Regions from separate parts of the Mus musculus genome. Here region 1 is linked to region 2. A link is a contact called in public promoter capture Hi-C data. All regions are on one chromosome and are shown on one strand. Each heading gives the region's core, a stretch centred on a gene start, on an enhancer-like site or on the middle of the called end of the contact. The rest is flanking DNA. Distances are from core to core; before and after follow the strand shown. Region 1 has its middle 20 kb from the start of Gm34470. Region 2 holds the start of Col1a2 (collagen, type I, alpha 2).

Region 1 (5,944 bases), core at 1,028-3,527, 1.1 Mb after region 2:
TGAGCCTTGAAGAGCTCAAGGTTATTATGTACCTTAATTGAGATAATGACAACAGACTGTTGGCTAATCATCCCATGGAAAGTTATAGCTCTAACTTGAAATGCTCTTCATGCAAACTTTCACTGCAATCTAGTGCTGTTTCCTGGATCAATCCTTACAAGTGCACACTAGGCTCTTTATATCTTCCCTGGACACTTTACTTCATATTCTTTCTATGCCAAGATGTCTTTGCCTGAAGTCTAAATTGTGCATGTCCATAGTCCTCAAGGTTCAGTTTCAACACAGCTTCATGAGAAGTCCACTAACACCTCTGTTTCAACAAATATCTTCTCTCATTTTGCGTGCTTTCATGTGTGCTTTCTGGTGATACTAACTACGATTTCCAGGAAGGTTTTACTTCCTGTACCAGCCTGTAACCACTGCCAAGAGAAGGGCCAATGTATGAATTATCTTAATACCTTCCCAGTGTCTTGCATGAGGTCTTGCACATGACGAATTCATTCACCTACTCAGTTATTCATAGATATTCTTAGACTGTAAAAAAAAAATAGTTTGCTCCTAATAACCGTGTATTCACTGAGTGAATGAGTTAGAGCAGAGCATCAAGTAAGTGTATTAGGAAATTTTCTTTTGGCTTGATTATTAAAATCCATCCCCACATTTTCTAAATGATGCGAACGTACAGAAGGCGGTGTGTGTGCCCTTCCGGAGATACACTTGCAGGGGTAGCATGTGTTATTCATTACATCACATATAACCTTTTCAGGTTTACAATCAATCTTGCTTGGAAGGCTAGTGTCATTTAAAAAGTACAGCAGCGTGCTGGAAGCAGAGACAATCTGAGCTGGCTACAGACTGTGAATCCAAATACCCTGTTTAAAGGTCCAAACATGAAGAAGGGGGATGTACTAAACACATCATTTTCTGTCCAACTGATTGAAAAGGGATGGTACATTGAAGCTTTGTTGGGTTTCAATGCATTGATTTTTTTCTGCTACCTATTTTTCTTGGGTTTGAAAGGTACTTAAGAGTCTATTTCAAGTTGCCTGCAGACTTCTTTTCTCGTGTTTCTTAAAACTATTTGTGATTAAATCACCCACATTGTCTTCAAGGCTCTAATGACCTTCTTCCGGCTGTACTCTATTTTTTCTTTACAATATTCTGTTTATCACATCTTTATTTTCCACTACACTGCTTGATTTTGGTTTCCCTGTCAGTTTTTCTGCTTTTCTTTTCTTTTTCTTTTCTTTTTTTTGATCCTCTGTTCAGTCTGGTATTCATTGCCCTATGTACTTGTTCGGCCTCTGGGACTTTCAGGGCATCTTCTAGGTCAAATGTTATGCCAGTCAAAGACAAGTTCCTGAATTTAAAGACATCACAGCCTGAAGTGATGATAGAGTACCCCAAGTTATTAATGATAGCATGTGGCATCATGAGCAAGCGTGGATTAATGCCACTCATATTGTGCAGGCATTGCTATTGAAATGCCAAACATTAGTTATGAGATAAGAGTGGTAGCTTAGATGATAGCATGATGAAAGTTAGCCTTTGAGGAAACCATGTGTAAAAAGAGGACTCTTAGGTTGTATTAAAGAGAGAAGCAGAGGTGCAGAGATGTCTGATAGGATGATGGTTGGTGCTTGATGGACAGCAGTGTTTCTGAAAGTGCCATAAATGGTCTGATGACATTGGGTCCATATTCTTGAAGCCTTAAAATTGAACTCCCACAAAATTGAACTGGATTTTCGGGAAATCATTAAAACTGTCTTGGACCAACACTCCTAGATTCAGTTTGTCTCTCCAGAGGTTTAGAAAGTCTTGCATAGAGAGAAGGGGGTTTCAGCTGTCCTGGTTTGATTGACTTACCCAACAAGACTGAAGATGGCATATAAGGACTTCAGTAGCAGAGGTTGTTTTTGTTGCTGTTATGTTACATGGTGTGTGAGTTTCCTACCACAAAAGTTGTCAGCTCTCTACTGGCATGTCCGGGGCAAAGGAGAGAACCCAGTCTGGCTGAGTCTCTTGGGGCTGAGATTCACCAGGCCAGCTGGGAGTCCTCAAAGCAGGAACTCATTTTATTGTATTAGTCTTTTGTTTATATAGGGTTGAGGAAGAAGGTGGGGATTTTTGCTGAGGTGAGATGGCATAGGGGTCAGGGAAGGGTGACAGAAGGTATGGGGTGAGATGACCAGGGGTGTGGGGTTATCTCATGGGGCCTATAAGAAATGGACACATCAGGGGTAGCTAGACAGAGGCAGGCTTAAGCAGGAAGTGCTGAGTCACTCCAGTACGGAAGTGAACAAGACAGGTCTCTAAACTCAAGCAAAGGCTTAGCCTTCCTCACTAGTACTTGGCCTCAGTTTCTGGCCGAATAAGGCCTAACAAGAAATGAATGTCAACATTTTTATGTGCCTAAAGTTTGGAAATCTCTACCCAAACTCCAAACCCTCAGCTCACATGACCACCTCAGCAGTTAAGCTGCTTTTCTTGACTCTCTGACTGCAAAGCCTCTTCCTCCAACAGCCTTCTCAGCATTCAGAAATGAAATAACATGCTCTAAACCACCAAACATCCAAACCATTCTCAAAAGATGTGGCATAAAAAATGCACTCACTTGGGAAAACAAATGTCTGTGGTTTTGTACTTTCTCTTCCTATTTTGTTTTCTATTCTTTTTTATCAACTAATTTTTAATTTTTTTCATTAATTTATTTATTGATTTTACGTTCCAATTACAGCACCCCCCTCCTTCCGGTCTCCTTTACACAGTCCTATTCCCTTCTCCTCTAGGGTGAGCCCACCTCCACCCCAGGTATTCGTCTACCCTAGCATATCAAGTCACTGCAGGACTAAGCACATTCTCTCACACTGAGTCCAGACAAGGCAGTCCAGCTAGAGGGACAGGATCCATGGGCAGACAACAAATTCAGGGACATTCTCACACCCTTTGCTCCAGTTGTTGGGGGACCTGCATGAAGACCAAGCTGTACATCTGCTACATATGTGTGGGGCTTGGGAAGCTAGGTCCAGCTCAAGCTTGCTTGTTGATTGGTGGTTTAGTTTCTAGGTGTCCCCAAGGGTCCAGGTTATCACCTCACTTTCTAAAGGGATTATTAATGGTTCCATAGTATGCAGTCTTTCTATTTGACACTATAACGCTACTCACCAGCCAGGCACTTGTCATTCAACCGACCAGATTTCCTAGGTTTTTTTGGCAGTTAGCTCTGATTGCACCTTGATTGTGATTGGTGAGAGGCTAGTAGGAGAGTCATGGAGCTTACTAAAGGGACAGTGCTTGATGGTCTTGTTTTCTGTTTCCTTCATCATGGTAGAACATCGATGAGAAAGCTCAAGTTCTAGAAGCTGACGTACCATGGTATGAATTTGAGATATGAACTACTCATAAGGTGGGAATGAGAGAGCAGCCTCTGGTCAATACAATAATGGAATGGCATTCCAGAGCAAGAGACTGTGCCAAGATTTGTTAGACCTGAAGAAGAAATGTTTCTCCTGTTTAAGCAGTACTATTGCAAGCTTTAGTGCCAGAATCCTAAGCAATACTCCATAGTACTCTGCGAATCCCCTTTCATGGCTACTTCCTGGTGACGTTCAAGTTACCCGTGATACTGGTACTCTTCACGGCACACAGCACCATTGGCCACTTCTCCTATTAAAGCACTCCCTCCTCGGGATGTTCATGAAGAGCCCTATAGAATGGCATCAGGAAAGGAAATTCAGGATATCCCACACAGAGGCCAAGCACGGCATCAGTAACTACTTGCAGCCCGTGGCATTGCATGGCCTGACCTTTTATATCCAAAGGTTCTTCTGTCCTTATTTATCCCTTGCATCAGAGTTCTAAGGCTGGGTAACTGAGAAATGCAGGGTCCTGAGCCTCAGTGCCCGTGAATCTTACGTCCTTCTCAGAGATAGTGTGTTGACACGTCTGATCTTTATTAGCTCCCCAGAAACCCAGACATAGGATAAAATAACATACATATTTCTGGGTTGAAGACCACTGTAGACCTGAGACTCCTATTTTCTGCTCTGGATTTTCAGCCTGAACAATCTCACAGTTTTCCAATTTGTCACCACATACATACTAGCAACATTGAAACTAACCATGCCAAGTCATGTTTGAGCTTCAGACTCATGGATCCAACAGCCATTTGGAAGCTCCAGTGGCTGTTTCATTGACATGTAAGGCTCAGCAGACACAATTGCATCTGCTTTTTCTGGTCACTCTTCTGTCTGCCTTTACTCTCCATGAATAGGACTGTGATTGCTTTAGTTGTGGCAATTAGAAATTTCAAATCCTTCTCCAATTCCCTCATCCTCTCAGATGCCTGTTAAACCTGTTCTAACACTGGGGATGCCCGGTTTTCCACTCATGTACTCCTTTCCATTCGCTCCCGCCATTTCTGGGTTGAAGCTGCCGTTGCTTCTTGCTCCATAGTCTTGCTTTCTTCTGGCCCTTTCCACAGTTGCTGGAGTGAACATGATAAAGTAGAAATCAACTTACGATGTCTTTGCCTACAGCCCTCCAGGGAGTAGTCATCGCTTTAGGATGGATGTCTAATTCTGTTGCCTGACCCACAAGAGTCTCATGCTATGCTACTGTTTTGCTCTCCTAACTCTCGGCCCTCACAATGATATGCTCCTGCTTTGTCTCCTAACTCAAGGCCCACCGCTCTTCTCACCTTCATGTATCTTACAGATTGAAAGAGAGGAGCACTCCCTAATTTACACACTCCCCTCCCCTCCCCACTCGGAGCTAACCCTGGAATATTCTAGAATGCCCTGTTTGTTATTTTACTAGTCTGTAATATTACCTGATTGTGGGAGCAGTGTCACACAGGGCATAGAAGACTCAACATCAAATGGTTTTGGCCCCTCTGTGGGTTGCAGCTACCACAGAGCCGACCTAATGGTCCATTTGATAGTTACTGAATGAATGCAGATTCTTAATTATCCTGTAGATAAGTTTATAGAGGTGTGATAATCCTCTCACCATCACATTAAGAGCTCTAGCTGAAGCCACACTCGATCAAGGCTTGCTGTTTCCAAAGCTCATGCTCATGTCACAGTAAACACACAAGGGCATTTTTATGAAAAGGCTGTAATAATGATGATATTTAATACTTTAAAATGTTTTCTGGGGCCTCATTATATTTTCTCATTAGCTGTGGCTTCTGCTCACCAAACAGCAATCTGAAGATGTGCGCATCTAAAAGCAAAACATTTGGTCAATTAAATCAACTTAGTAAAAGAAATAAATAACACACTATAAATAATAGTTATTTGGGCATCCCTGCATACCACCTTCCATTGTAGTTAGTTTTCTCTTCTCGTTTGGATTTAGAATCAGAAAACTACAGCTTTTGCTGCCCTTTGCTTCCTCATATCACCCAAGAGGCCAGTGCTGGGTTGTGAAGACAGATGCCGCCCAAGTAATATGATGACTGGAAAGGGTGATGCATGTGCCGCCATCTTTCCCTGGAGTCACGGTGGCACATGTTCACTCTCAGGGAGATTCTAGTACAGGCTGAGGAGAAACAATGGAAAGGAAAGAAATATCCACCCTGCAGAGGAATGATCACCCCACACACCTACATATGAGCTGTTTGCTTGACTCACAAATAATATGCATGAATCAAATCTGAGAAGAGTCATAGCCTCAGGACCACAGACATGTCATTGTCCCTTAGCACAGGGGCTGAAGACAAAACTGGGCCTAGGTGCTTCCCAGAGATTTCTTTACCTAAAAACAAGGAAGTTAGCACTCATAGGGCATCTATACATCTTCTGAGTGCTCACAAGCCATCTATACATCTCTTGAGAGCTCACGAGCCATCTATACATCTCCTAAGAGCTCACAAGCAATCTATACATCCTCAGGATGCTCACATGTCACCTACACATCCTCTGAGTGCTCACAAGCCATC
Region 2 (6,292 bases), core at 986-3,485:
TACAAGTTATCAGTTCTTCACTCTGGCCCAGGGTGGAGGGGCTTATGTTCTTGTGTTTGAAACTTGGTTTCTCTGATTCTCAAAAGCCAACCAAGTAGATTTGCTTTTCTTTCTTTTGCTTTTTTTTTTTCTAAAAATTATCCCACTTTCAACGGCTGTTCTAGGCTTGAGACTATTTTGACAATCACAGAAAGCCACTGAGCAAAGTGGAGTGTCTAAGGAGTAGCTAGTGCAAAGCAAGGGACTTGGCTAAGTTGTCCCCAAGGAGAGTTATCCAGTAATCAACCTGAGGGACATTTAGGGGGGTTCTTTCATAAATCTGTTTTCTTACCTACCCAAGTCTTTTGTTCAGAAACAGCACCTGTCTTTCAGGTGCCTGAGACATAGACACAAATGACAGTCTCTAAAGTCAAGCCAGCACATCGACAGAAATAACTTATGCTCTTATTAATGAAGAAGAAGGAGGAAAGAGAGAGAGAGAAAGAAAGAAAGAAAGAAAGAAAGAAAGAAAGAAAGAAAGAAAATCAGATGTGCAGTCTTGAAATGCTTTCTTTGCTCAGTACTTTTTCAAAAAAAAAAATTCCCTCCACATTATTTAAAAAACAAAACAAACAAACAAAAAACCCAAAACTCTTTCTCATCTAGCCTAAAAGAGACTTGAACTGCTGGGGTGAGAGGAATTGGGGGAACCGGGAACCGCTCAGAAGAAAAGGGGGGAGGAGGGGAGGGATTGTGGGAGGAGGTGATCTGGAGGGAGGATTTAAAGTGAATAAGTAAGAATTAAATTAAATTTTTAAAAATGCTTGTCTCTCAAATCAGTGTTTTTCACAGGATTGAAATAACCTTATTGAAATGTTTATTCTCTTCTATTTCTAGCATTTTTTTTAATTTAGAAAGAGAAGCCAGTTAGCAATATCCAGAACCTTTTGCTTATAGCAGCTGCTGATGGAGCTAACCTACTTAGAAATTCTTCCTCACCGGGAAGTCGAAAGGGGGAAGGTTTCCCAAGGAGTTCGCCAGTTCCTTCTTCATGAACATAAAAATGGCCTAAAGATGCTGTGTCTGCTGTGACTTTGGGGACATAATGAGAGTCTGAATAGGTCTCTCCAGCCTCATGATGGATGCTCGGCAGGCCAAGAGGAGCCTGCGGCCCCGGGTAACTTGGAAGACTCCAAGAAACTTTGGGAAGGAGAATTTACTATGTCTCTGCCGCTGTCCTGGACAGCCAAAGTCTCCTACTCCAATTCTTCAGAGTCAAAGTCTCTTCCCAAGATGGGGAGAGATTGCATCTGTTCTGGAGGGGACAGCTTGGGATGTTAAGGAAGAGGTTGTATACGCCCTAGGGATGATGGGAGGTGTGAAGATGCAGGCAGGGGTGCCTGGCAGTGGCTGTGGAAGGGGTCATAAATAGGCAGCAAGGCCAAGAAGGCTGAGTGTTCACTGATCTGTTATCTGATCCAGGCTCGGCATCTGAGTCTGGCTGGTAATCCTTCATGGGGTCTGTACATGGGGCTGGAAATGGGGCTTAACCAAAGTAAATGTAATAATGCACAGTTTATCTCTTGATGCCTGCTCCCCTCATCAACGAGAGAGAGGGGGGTACAGACAGAGAGAGTCAGAGAGAGGATGGAGGAGGGAGGGAGGAAGGGAGGGAGGAAGGGAGGGAGGGAGGGAGGGAGGGAGGGAGGGAGGGAGGGAGGGAGGGAGAGACAGAGAGATAGAGAGACAGAGGAGAGAGGAGATTATGGGCACACAGGCCCCCCCAAACTGGGGAAATTAGGGGGCAGGGGTGGAGCCAACCCATGAGGGCAGCTCTAGAGCTCGCCACGCTGTCACCCTCCTCCCCTCACACCCCAGCCCCCTCCAGCCTGCAGATGGCCCGCAGGGCACAGAGTGAAGCGGGACTGGACAGCTCCTGCCTTTTCATCTTCGGCCTCCAGGTCCCTCAACACCTGCCCCGCCGCCCGGAGATCTGTAAAGAGCCCACGTAGGTGTCCTAAAGTGCTTCCAAACTTGGCAAGGGCGAGAGAGGGCGGGTGGCTGGGGAGGGCGGAGGTATGCAGACAGGGAGTCAGAGTTCCCCCTCGAAAGCCTCAAAAGTGTCCACGTCCTCAAAAAGAATGGAACCAATTTAAGAAGCCCCGTAGCCACGTCCCTCCCCCCTCGGCTCCCTCCCCTGCTCCCCCGCAGTCTCCTCCCAGCACTGAGTCCCGGGCCCCTAGCCCTAGCCCTCCCATTGGTGGAGACGTTTTTGGAGGCACCCTCCGGCTGGGGAAACTTTTCCCATATAAATAAGGCAGGTCTGGGCTTTATTATTTTAGCACCACGGCAGCAGGAGGTTTCGACTAAGTTGGAGGGAACGGTCCACGATTGCATGCCTGCGCCCGCCAGGTGATACCTCCGCTGGTGACCCAGGGGCTCTGCAACACAAGGAGTCTGCATGTCTAAGTGGTAGACATGCTCAGCTTTGTGGATACGCGGACTCTGTTGCTGCTTGCAGTAACTTCGTGCCTAGCAACATGCCAATGTAAGTGTCTTCTGCTTGTTTGGGGGAGATGAAGGAGAGAGGCTGGATAGGTGGGCACCCTTATCTCAACAGAGGGAAACTTCACACATTCATTCCACATACAGCTTGTGAGGTCGCCCTCTAATCTGTCGGAGAAAACACTAGGGTTCACGAGATACATGGGAAAAGAATGGAAATATGAAAGACTTGACTGTTGCCAAGAGTTGGGGGAAGTTTTTCCCTTAAAACTAGACTGTTAGCCCGGATGCCCCGGTTGGTGAAGCTCACAAAGAGGCAAAGAAGGTTGCCTCAAGATATAAACCTGGCTGACAGCATGAACGACTGAGAGGGCTCCACTCTTCAATTCCCAGAATTATGCCCGTGGTCACGTTGTGAAACTTGAGGCCTAGTTTAGAAAGCCCCGTAATAGAATAATACAAAACTCACAGGACTCCATTTTCTTGTGGGCGGCCGAGTTGCTCTGGATGACGTTGATGAAGATAATGATAAAAATACGCCCCCTGGAGGGGGTAAAGTGCAGGAACAGGGACCAGGCCTTAAGCGCTAGGAATTCCAATTAAAGACTTCCCAGGTCCATGGAGTAATTTACATTTCTGGGCCATATGTAAAGAACCCAGATGGTGTATCTTGAGAAGCGGGCTGCTTCGGCCTCAGCTTTTATCTTCTGAATAGTCAAAGCAGCGTCCCAATCCATTACCTGATCATGGAAATGGTAACTTTTAACTAAAATAAGCTCTGTTCACTTACACTTCAACAAGTTCCCACCTGTAATCACACACGAAAACAACAGATGTGAGAAATATCAACTTCGTCCTGAGATTCAAGAGCCTGGGGATTCTTCTCAGGAGTCTCTTACTCGTTTACCATGTGACTTCAAATGAATCAATTGGGCCTTTTTCTAAAATGTGGGGTATATACTAAATGTGCCAACTTCGAGGCTATTTTCCATTTCTAGGTTGTATAACTAACTAGAATTTCCTGAAGAAAGAATGAAGAAAACCACTTGGGTTTCATCTTTTAAAATGGCTGCCTAATTTAACTGGACAAAGATGTTGGCTTGATGAGTATTCAGGAGGGCGTGGCCACACCCAGACCTTCAGCTACACGCCCCACGTCTGCCACAGCCTAATTTTGAATGTGTATATATTCCTTTCATCCACTTTTATATACCCCTCGAGGATACTAAGAAGTAATTGCATTGTACAAATTAATGTTACAAGTTAATTTTATATGAAACCAGAGTAAGAGGGGATCCCCACAGAAAAATATAGTAGACTTAGGGAAGTAGAGATTTGAAGGTCAACATACATTTTATTCAACATCCAACCACTAAGAACAATAAAGGTTATCCAACACACATTGTCCAAAATGGCTCACAAACTGAGTAATTAAAAGGCACGTTTCCAAAGCCTGTAAGGCTTACTGGCTTCTCTTAATTCAGGCAAACTGTTCTTCCTTCAATGGAGAAAATAAACTAGACATACCATTTATCTAATTGAACAGTGATTCTCATCAATTGCCCTAAAATGTGAATGCAGGAGGTGTCCCACTCTTCTGAGCAGTGACCACTTCAACAGATGTTCTCATTCCAAATGACACACTTTGTGACCACCAAATTCAAGCAATTTTTAGGGGTGAATCATCCTGGAGCAAGTCTGACCGCAATTATATGCCACATGATCCTGTAATTATTATACTGTAGGAATGAAACTCAGTCTTTAAAGTCTTAGGGTAATTGTAGCAAAGAAGTGGGTATTTATTTTTCTCATTATTTTTCAAGATTTTAATCCACAGTTTTCTCTTTATACAAAGCAGAACTTCTTAGGGCACAAATGGGCTGCTCTTTAGTCAATGACCTTACCTCATTGACATGAACTATTTATAGCAAAAATCAGACTCCTGAATCAATTTGCTTTCATTGATGCAAATTAGACCTTTGGGGGAAAGGGCTAAGTCACTTCAATGGTTTACAAAAAAAACAAGCTCTGCTTCAGGATGCAGGCTAACGTTTTCTCAGATTCTTATGCATCATTTCCTTGTCAATCAGAAGGTGATAGCCACCTATTCACCTATGCCACTTCCTCCATAATTGCTGAGCACTGGAGATGTCCTGCCTGCAGACACAGTGATGCTTCATGGCATTTAAAAAATAGTGAATAATTAACTATTTAATTTAAATCTATATTTACATATCAAAACTGTAAACAAGTCACCCTGCGGATCCCTGCTATGTTTTTTTTTACCTGAATAATTTGGGGGCTATTAGAATATTCTGAAGGAGAAACAGAAGGGGTCTTTCAATCAGGTAAATCTACTGTATAGACCTAAGTATCATTTTTTTAATTACCGTTATTGACATATGGAATGATAGCAACTGATGAAATGATACCAATAACTATTTCCTATTCTCTTCTTCCCTCAACAGATTTGCAATCGGTGAGTAAAACTACTTTTAGAATACATAAGGTGTTTGTACTTTGCCTTGATCACAGCGGTGTCATTTCTGGGGAGGGAAGTTGGCCAGTTTGGCTTCCCAAGGAAATTGTGAAGGGACATAATAGTAGGCTAAAGTTTTCTGGCTTCCACTGAAAGTACCCACCCCATTTTCTGAAGTGGGTGGCGCTAAGTGAGACTAGTCCCATAAAATGCCCATAGGGAAGAGAAAGGAAATGGGTCAGTGGAAGTTTGGGGTTTAGCACCAGCTACTCCGAAGCACAAGGGCACAGTGAGCTTGAGAGATTTTTGTTATTTCCTGGGATTCATTTGCAATGAATTATGAATAAATTCTTAGCTCACAGATTGAAGGCACAACACAGTTACAGATAAGTATATACAATTGGTTTTGTAGATAACATTTTATTGATTGGTAAAATTTTACATTTTATTTCAAAATATTAGATTAAGATAGTAGGAAAAGAACAATGCAGTTACATTTGTAAATATATTTGTACATAATATTGTAATAAAGCCATTTTAATATATAGGTGTATATATAATTCTTATAATGATCATTTATCTTTTCTTTCCTAGGGATCAGTACGAAAGGTAAGAGGCTATGTTTCTTCATAAATATCTGAAATTACCAGAATAATTTCAGTTTGACAAAATTTAAGGTGAACTACAGAAAGAAAATACTTTAGCGAGATTTTACCTATATGAATATGTATTCACCAAACCATAAAACAGAGTACTGTTAATGTTTGATGTAACAAAGTTTTATTATCTTCCAGAAGCATCTTTAATTACATTTATGTTATATGAATTAATGATTTACATAGTAAAGACTTTGTAAATATCTATTTATATTCTTATAAGGGGTGCATATTATATTAATTATAGATAATAATTTAAAGTTTATTTTAAAGGAATGACACTGTAAATGTGCTGTGAAGGTATAATAAATAGTTTTATCTATAGCTATTATCTTATTAAAAGTACAATGGATAATATTAGTTTGATCACTACAAATTATAGCATCCTCTAGTCCTTCAGCTTGAGAAAAAAATTACTTATAGTTTCAACAAAAAAAAAACAGTTCTTTGTTATCTATTGTTTTGTGCCAGATCTTCTAGCTGCTGTTTAGTAATATTTTAGTCAACTCAGTCTTAGTAGCTAATTATTTTCAAAATTGGCTTGCTTGTTCAGCATCAATTACTTAGTCACGTGGCCCTTTGCCATTTTTGTCTTCCTTTAGGGCCCCACTGGAGACAGAGGACCACGTGGACAAAGGGTATGTGATTTTTTAAATCATTAAAGGGCTTTGGC

The links. Promoter capture Hi-C pulls out the DNA fragments that hold promoters and counts their contacts.
Region 1: a promoter capture Hi-C map of the HPC-7 cell line shows a contact between it and region 2, with 5 times the contacts expected there. The contact joins the enhancer-like site here to the promoter of Col1a2 in region 2. A contact is called at or near these places in 16 of 39 promoter capture datasets (the 3T3-L1 cell line, 3T3-L1-derived adipocytes, the HPC-7 cell line and 9 more) and 1 of 9 other capture datasets (adipose tissue).

What each region holds. Positions count from the first base shown.
Region 1 is chr6:5,580,889-5,586,832 of GRCm38.p6, forward strand. No RefSeq gene overlaps it. Among named protein-coding and RNA genes, the nearest start is that of Gm34470, 20 kb to the left of the region's middle. Within about 2 kb of position 2,278, at least 46 of the 459 cell types and tissues checked have an H3K27ac peak or open chromatin away from gene starts, as enhancers often do. A contact at or near this core is called in 3T3-L1-derived adipocytes, the HPC-7 cell line and pre-B cells, where this site is marked.
Region 2 is chr6:4,503,383-4,509,674 of GRCm38.p6, forward strand. Col1a2 (collagen, type I, alpha 2) reads left to right here and starts at 2,236. Exons shown (of 52, transcript NM_007743.3): 1 at 2,236-2,527; 2 at 4,953-4,963; 3 at 5,558-5,572; 4 at 6,222-6,257. The coding sequence starts at 2,458.